2 separate regions of the Danio rerio genome follow, and region 2 is linked to region 1. A link is a contact called in public Micro-C data. All regions are on one chromosome and are shown on one strand. The core of a region is the stretch at or near the end of the contact, and the rest is flanking DNA. Distances in the headings are between cores, read along the strand shown. Region 1 has its middle 17 kb from the start of pkn2b. Region 2 holds the start of lmo4b (LIM domain only 4b).

The links. Hi-C and Micro-C count contacts between places; a contact is called where the count stands out from the background.
Region 2: a Micro-C map of caudal fin shows a contact between it and region 1, with 14 times the contacts expected there. The contact joins the promoter of lmo4b here to the enhancer-like site in region 1. A contact is called at or near these places in 3 of 18 Hi-C or Micro-C datasets (caudal fin, hematopoietic stem cells and an unstated tissue) and 2 of 4 datasets of contacts at active chromatin or transcription factors (caudal fin and embryo).

Annotation. Positions count from the first base shown.
Region 1 is chr6:27,877,715-27,882,079 of GRCz12tu, forward strand. It overlaps a transcript of kyat3.2 not described here. Among named protein-coding and RNA genes, the nearest start is that of pkn2b, 17 kb to the left of the region's middle. Within about 2 kb of position 2,352, at least 6 of the 62 cell types and tissues checked have an H3K27ac peak or open chromatin away from gene starts, as enhancers often do.
Region 2 is chr6:28,424,487-28,428,851 of GRCz12tu, forward strand. lmo4b (LIM domain only 4b) reads right to left here and starts at 2,409. Exons shown (of 5, transcript NM_212689.2): 1 at 2,039-2,409. It also overlaps a transcript of kyat3.2 not described here.

The DNA.
Region 1 (4,365 bases), core at 1,102-3,601:
TGTGTTTGGGCGATATTAATAAACTGTGTGGATTCCTGCATTTTTACAGTGCACTCTCATTCACACGTATACTATGGGCAATTTATCTTACCTAAGTTATTATTATTATTATTTTTTTATATTATTATTATTATTATGTTCTATTCAATCTTACTCTCTCTAAATTTTTACACTGTAGTATTTGTCCAAATAATTACCTGTTAAAATGTTTTCTGTTTGGTTAAACTACTTATTTAAAATAAGCTGAATCAACACAATTCTTGATTTTTTTTGTGTTCAACTGTTTTATGTTTAATCCACTTAAATTTATAAAAACTAATAGGTTAACTTAATTCTTTCATGTTGTCCCAATATAAATCGATAGTATGGAACCCATAATTTTTTTTTTTTTTTTTTTAGTTTAGGGGCTTTTAACTTTTTATTTAGAAGTTAACCTGAGCTCATCTTTTCTTGAATTAAAATCCAAATGACTGTTTAACAATTCCACCAATTCATTTCCATTAGTATTTTATCTCTGAAGAAAGAGCTGAGTGACATTACAATATCACCTGGAATGTCTTCAACTGTTGATTCATTTGTCTCTGAACCTCGGCGTTTTAGAAGAGAATTGGGTGCAATTGTCACATCGATATCTTTATTAATATCTCAAGGAACTGATGTGGGCTTATTGAACATCTGAAACGCTGTTAAATATTTTGTCACAACGAACCGCAGACTGGCGATCAGTGGGAGGGAGAAAGTGAAAGATTTTATTTTTCTTCTGAAGTCTAATTCTCCCATTTCTGACTCACAGAGCAGCTCTGAATGTGTGTTTCTATGTTCATCTCATATAGTGTGTGTTTAAGCACTTGGGCGAATGGCAACTGAGAACTCACACATTCAGAGTGCTCTCATCGCCCATCTGTTGTTTTTTTCATTTGTTGTCTTTTTGATTATAGGGTGGAGAGAGGAGGAGGAGGTTTGATATCTGTTAATAAGCGCATAATTCAACTTTATTACTAATGCAACCATTAATGATAATTTCAGCACTTAATTACAAATGGTGATGAATAAAAATTACATTCAAATAGTAATCTTTCTGCAAGCAGAGTTAATTAAAATAATTTGTTAAGAGAAATATAGATTTAAATGTGATACAATGAAAAATAACAGTAAAGAAAATACACTGGACATATTTATCTTTTCTTTACTTAATGTGTATATAATATACATTACCAAAACATTAAGAAAATAAATACAAACAAATAGAAGTAAAGACAATATACAGGAAATATTTCTCTTTTCTTTAATGAATGTGCATATTACCAAAACATAAACAATTGAATTATAACAAATAAATTATTTTTATATTTCTGACAGTATCTTAATTTTGTCTTAATCTATCAAAAACAACAAAAGTAAAGCATGTATTAAATAATAAATACAAATATTAATGATGATTTTTGTATTATTATTAAGTTAAATCACGTTATTTATAATAAATTAATATAAATCACTTAATATAATCACAAGTAATGTTAAATAAAATTATGTTAGAATATTCTTGCAATGTGCAGTGATTGAAAATAATACATTAAAAAAAATCACACCTCACAGCAAGAAGGTCGCTGGTTCGAGCCTCACCTGGGTCAGTTGGCATTACTGTGTGGAGTTTGCATGTTCTCCCCGTGTTGGCGTGGGTTTCCTTCAGGTGCACCGGTTTCCCCTCACAAGTCCAAAGACATGCAGTATAGGTGAATTGGGTAAGCTAAATTGTCTGTAGTCTAGGTGTGTGAATTAGTGTGTATGGATGTTTCCCAGTGATGGGTTTGCGGCTTGAAGGGCATCTGCTGTGTAAAACATATGCTGGATAAGTTGGAGGTTCATTCTGTTGTATCGACCCCAGATTAATAAAGGGACTAAGCTGAAAAGAAAATGAATGAATGAATGAATGAATGAATGAATGAAAAATTGACCAAAATAGCTTGCAAGGTGACGGACAATAACAAGGTAAAGGACAATATGCTCCTGTTTTCAATTCACGTTGAGTCTCTGTCATTCAGTAACACTATATTCCACAGTTATGAATTTAATTAAGCTAATTGACTATTAAAGACAGACTTAACTATGATTATAAAAAAGAAAATATACGACTGTTCTTGCTTTTCATTCTTAGTAAACATTAGTAGATGATCACAGTTATTATCTAAATGATGGCAGTAGTGTCAGATTCTTGACCAAGAGAGGAAGGGCGAGAAAAACACTTGTCTAGTCATATTTCCTTTAGCATTCACACAGGATGTCTGTGTGGCCCATTACTTCATGCTGTGTTTTCTCATCGGATTAAAAGGAGGATATATATGTGGAATTTAGAAAGGTTATTAGCGATACCAGTGGTCATTATGTGAACTGCAGCCAGCAACTTTGTACAAGATAATAAACATGAGACCAGTGTTGGGAAAGTTACTCACAAAAACAAACCGAAAAAAAAGAAATAAATGAAATACTTATTACATACATTTTTATAATAACAAAACTACTTTGTCTGAAATCTGACTTATGTAACTTAATTACACTAAGCAGGCTTATTTTATTACTTCATTTGAAAACTAGAAAATCCATATAAATCTCAACGTAGATGCAATAGAAATTAAACTCTTAATTATTTAAATATAAGACAAATAGGACCTTTTTAACACTTAAAAATGTAAAGCATTACATGCATTTAAACACTAAACATTTTAAAGTACTGACAACATATGTTATAGATGCTATAAAAAAAAACAAGCATCTGCAATTATCTTGATAAGTGTAGCCTTCTTTAGTAGAGCAACAAAAGTATTCTGCAAAATATTTATAAAAAAGATTTATCTGCATCTCTGAATTGATTTATACAACTGTTGAGTTTATGAACAATATATAAGGCAACTCCTTAATAAATAACTGCACTGCTGTACACACAGTTTTTATTTTCATTTGTTTATTTTATAAAAGTAAAAGAAGCTGCAAATATTAGCGATCTGTGCTGGATAGTAACGGATTATGTGTAATGTGGATTGCATAATTAAAAAATGAAGCAGGCCTAGTAGTAATTAGATTATATATTACATTTTTAAGTACTTATAAGCAGATTACAGTTAGCCTACTTTTTATTAATTGCTAGATTACATATTAAAATTTATAGTTTGGATCATTGTTTCAATTATATTTAATGGGATCTATTAATTATGGGTTCTAATATATACATATATATATATATATATATTTGGTTTTTAAATGTTTTATCACCTCTATTTAAATTAAATTAAATTAATAATTTTTAAACCCATTGTTGCTTATTCACAAACCCCCTTATAGGAAAATCTATAGCGTTTAATCCACTTCATATTGCTAATGACAAACAATAAAATGTATTTTCTTTCTTCAAAAAGTTGTCAGAAAAAAGTGTCATTTAGATTATGTTACAAACAACAAAAATAACAAAAATCACCTGTATTTTGTAGTTATGGACTACAGTTTATAAGTACCCAGCAGAGTGATATACTAGTAACAAACATCTAGACACTGCCCATACTGTTGAGAACTGCATTTAAAGAAATAATTATGTAAATGTGTGCAATGCACCTTCATCTCAATAACAAAATAAATACACAAGAAAAAGGACAGCGGTGAGAAAACAGCAGTTATAAAAAGCAGCTCATCTCAGTGACATGGATATGTTTGCACAAACTCTGTCATTCACCAGCATTGTGTCAACAGATGGCATATAATTAAAGCATGTGTAAACACCATATCTTTTTGATATATATATATATATATATATATATATATATATATATATATATATATATATATATATATATATATATATATATATATATATATATATATATATAAACACCCTTTCTAGTCATTTCCATAGGAAATCAATCTGCAGGCCTGTCAAAACCTTTTTTTAAATTAAGAAAAATTTAATTTTTGCATTGTTCTTTATTCACACATTGGTGCAAAATAATAATAATTCCTATATATTTTTAATTTTATTATTAAATATCAGGGATACAAAAATAATGTTCTAGTACATTAAATCATTGTTTTATACTTTGTCCATGATTTTCAATCATTCGATGCTAAACCACTTTTAAATCCCTGAGAGTGTGTGGTGGTCATATTAAATCATCTTTATTGCTAACAAAACATCACACAAACAGTAATCTGGTTTCTAATAACCAAAATTAGTTTCCATTTCATCACGCACTGAATCATTTAAGGAACCAGCCTGGAGTTGGGGACAATATCTACGGCAAACCCCCACATAAACAGACAAAAAAGCCTCAGGCTCCCTCATTTGTTTCCAAGGTAGGCCACACCGCGGCTAATTTAAGC
Region 2 (4,365 bases), core at 1,159-3,658, 550 kb after region 1:
ACAGTGTGTCTGATAATATTTTTTTTCTTTTGGAGAAAGTCTTATTTGTTTTATTTCAGCTAGAATGAAAGCAGTTTTTGATTTTTATTTTTTTTTTATTTTAAGGTCAATATTATTAGCTCCTTTAAGCTATTTTTTTCTTTAAAAATCTACAGAACAAACTTCTAAACAAATGTTTAGAAATGTGTTGAAAAAATCCTCTACTTAAACAGAAATTGGGGAAAAATAAACAGGAGGGCTAATAATTTTGACTTCAAAAGTATATATATATATATATATATATATATATATATATATATATATATATATATATATATATATATATATTTGCACACAGTTAAAAAAAGAAAGAAAAGTAACTATAAAAGCATTCAGCATTACTTAAATCCACATCTCACAAAGCAAGCACACCTAAGTTTCCTCAACTTCTGACAGAAGTTTTGTCTTAGAAATATCTAAAACACCTGGAGCCTGAACAGTGACCTAAAACACTGAATGTTTTGGGAGGCACGCTTCCTAAAAGCTCTTTTGAAATAATTTAAATGCATATAATGCCTTCAAGCAAGTCTGAGAATTGTTTAAAGTGGCAGGCTGTCCTTGATCTTTATCTAAGTGCTGAAGTCAGCTCCTTTGGTCCATTTGTGATAAATGTCTGTTCACTGATAACATTAAAGTCACTGGAACAATTAGAAGCACTGGCTTTTGTTAGGTTGTCTGCATTGCTTTAAAAGTACATTTTCCTGAACCTTCATGAGAGAGAGAGAAAGAGAGAGAGGAATCCAAATGCTACTGTTGCCAGAACTGGAGAAGTTAATTGAGGAAGCCTTAAAGTTGTACGACCCATTCAGAGGTCGACATATTCCAATTGCTTTCACTAAGGTTATCAGATGACGGATTTCCAGCCAACATCATGAAGAACATTCAGCAGCATTCGCTTTGGGGACTGGTCACTGCTGCGTGAAATTACCCCTACTATGTTGGATCATTCTGCATATGCAAGAAATCAGTTAATGCCGGCCTACAGAAATATCTGCCTCTGACAGAAATCACATTAACCACAAACCCTCATTTACGATTGCAGTTCTGTGCTTTGCTCTGTTGATCCATCAGTACTGTGTGTGTGCAATGTTTCCCAGGTTTCATAAGGAGGGCTGCTGGACCGAAGTGGGAAAGATTAAAATTTAAGATATATTCGTGAAAGGCTGTAAGCCAAATCTTTGTTGAAAGGTAATTAGAGGAGAAGAGAGAGGCGGGGGGTAGAAAACATTGCACTGAGAGAGAAAGAGAGAGAGAGAGGCATTCAGTAACCCCATTAGTGGAGGCTCTTAGGGACAAGCAATACCTTAGTGCTGATTAAATCTAAAGGGAGATGAATCAGAGACCGAAAGTGACTCCCCCAGATAAATAAGATCGGACCATCGTCAAGTTTCATTCCCTGGAAGAGGGAAGAGGGGAGATTTGAAGAGAGGGAGGGGGTGGCTTTTAAGTCAAATGGGCAAACTCAAGTAATTACACGGACAGGCAATTTAAGAGAGGGGATGTGCAGAAATATAAAACAGATCAGCAGCCCATGGCCAGTAATACAGATCGCGGTGCTGGAGACTAAATACAGCTGCTCCTGCCAGAATGCACAATGCAACATGGACAGAATTGCACTTGTGTTATGGTTTGTTGACCATCTGTACAGCACGCGCGCACTTAAGATGCACTAATAAGATATTAAACTCGAAATGCCAGCAATTTCCAAGATTACGTCTAAATAACCTATGTGGTCTTCTTATGAAACAACGCGCATCGCTCATGTTTAATTCACTAACGTACATTATTACGGTATAAGTGCGTGACATGCAACACAATTTGCACACAAGCACAATACATAAAATCTAGTCATTAAGTAACTGTAATCTTTTATGCTTTCGTGTGTAGTGTTTTTCTGCAACATCAATTCTGTCGCTCCGTAACAAACGTGTCTCGTCAAACTACGAAATATTACCATTCATAAAGCAAAATACGGTTAGTTGAAGAGAAGTGCACTTACCTCTTTGAAATGTAATGGTTGAATGGTGGTGAGAAATGTACAGCAGTCTGTTTTCTCTGTAGAAAATATATAAAAAATAACGCGCACAGTCCAACAAACTCACAGACGGAGCAGCGCGTGGATGAACACTTCTCGCTGCTGCGAAAGAGTCAAGCAAATGGAGTTTTCAGATTATATTTCCACTGTTGCCGTCACCTTTTTTCTCAGATGCTCTTATTATCACTGAAAAGCTCGGCGGCGGGTTTGTTGATGGAGCTGTCGGCAAGGTCTTCGGTAATTTCCATAGATGAAGAGAGCGCTTGTGTTTGTAACTGTCCTCTCTCGCGCGCTGATGTCTCGCCGCTGCTTGTCGCTTGTGCTCTACATGTGTCAGTGACAGAAAAAAACCCAGAGTAAACCTCCTCTCGCAGGATGACGTCAATCAGGCTGTGGCCAATCATGACGCACTCCATTCAAGCGGAATGAGGAATACAGCCAATCAAAAGAAGGCGAGGTTGACTTCGACACACACTGTTCAAAGAAGGAAAGATTGCGGTTGAGAGTGGCTGTCTGCTTGTTGAGGTTGGACAGGGCAGAGGTGTTCAACCGTCGGGACCGGGTCCCACTATGGGGCCTCGGTAAGCGCACAAGGGGTCCCCAAAATGAAACATTTTTAAATAAAAAAACATTTTATACGGAATTAATTCCTCATTTACAGCATAAGACCAACAAGAACCGTACATTCATAATATTTATTATTTAAAGGAGTTGACAGTTTTCACATCTGCATAAAATCACAGCTCCCTGAATATTGTCTTGCATGTTAAGAAAAAGTTTAGATATATTTATTGTATTTTCTGTTACTTTTAGTCTCTGTTATATTACATTATTAATTGGTTTTCATTTTTACTTATATATTTATGTATTTGTCTTTATATATTTGTAATCAAATGTAGTTAATTTATTTGATTAAATATGATTATAAATTTTACATGACTCTTCAACTAAAATATACTTAAAATATTTAGTTTTACAGTTATTAGTTTACTTAATACTAATGTGGTATTAAAATAATAATAATAATAAAATAATAATAAAAATAATAATAACAACAACAATAATATATATATATATATATATATATATATATATATATATATATATATATATATATATATATATATATATATATATATATATATATATATATGTTTTTTTTTTTTTTTTTGTGCAGATATGAATTATTCTACCTTTCCTTTGACATTGAAAGAATGTCTGCAGAGCAAATCCTTCATCTGGAGAACTTCTGCTCCATATCTACAAAACTGATTGTGGAAGTTTCATGCTATTAGTAAGTATTCCAGTGTTTAAGTGTTCCCATATACATATTTCATCTATTTCATATTAGATTGACTGAGGGCTGTGTTAACTATATAAAAGTCTATTTGGTTTCATGGACAAAGTGAAAATTCACTACACCACTACAGAAGTCACGCTCATGTTCTTATAACAGTGGCGCCATCCCCTGGTATAAATGAGAACTAAAACTATAGATTTGTTGGTCGCCTTTTCTAAGATTTAGCTTTGAGACTTAGCATAACCTTAATAAATTCTTTAAAATAAAATAAAATATTCAATAATAAGGTTAACATGTCATGCACATCATTATGTCACAAAATCATGAAACAACTGTTATTCTATTTATTTACAAAGGTCACAAATACACCAAGAAAGAACATCATTTTTTATGTCCGAAGGCTTTTAAAGATGATTTGGGTAGCACTTTATTTTGATGGTCCAATTGAGTATTAGTAGACTGTCTGCTAGATATCTGTTGATACTGCTCCTTCAACAGACATTTAACTGACTATAGACCATTTCAATGAGGTGATGTCATTCATTGGCCCTAAACTATTTCCTAACTGTAACAAGAGGCAATTCAATTTTAACTTTATGTTAAAACATCTGTCATAACAATATTTATAAATCTTTTTGGATTCTTGGAAGTTATGGAAATTAAAAACGTAAGACAGGAAAGGTTATTGTTTACACCCCCAGAATGGTCTATAAGAAACTTAGCAAGTACAGTACATGTCAACTTGCACTAACCCTAACCCTAACCGTCTAATTAATCTAATGAGAATTAGTTGCAATGTAGCTTAAATTCAACAAACGGAGCATCAAAAAAAGTGTGACTATGATTTGTTTGTGAGGGCAATTGCTCATTTTGTGGCAATTTTTGGGGCAAGGAAGTCATTGTCATTTCACAATAAAGAGAACCTGAAATTGATAGCTTTTTTTCAGCAAGACTAAATATCCTTAAAATTGACTTACAAGTGCACTCATTT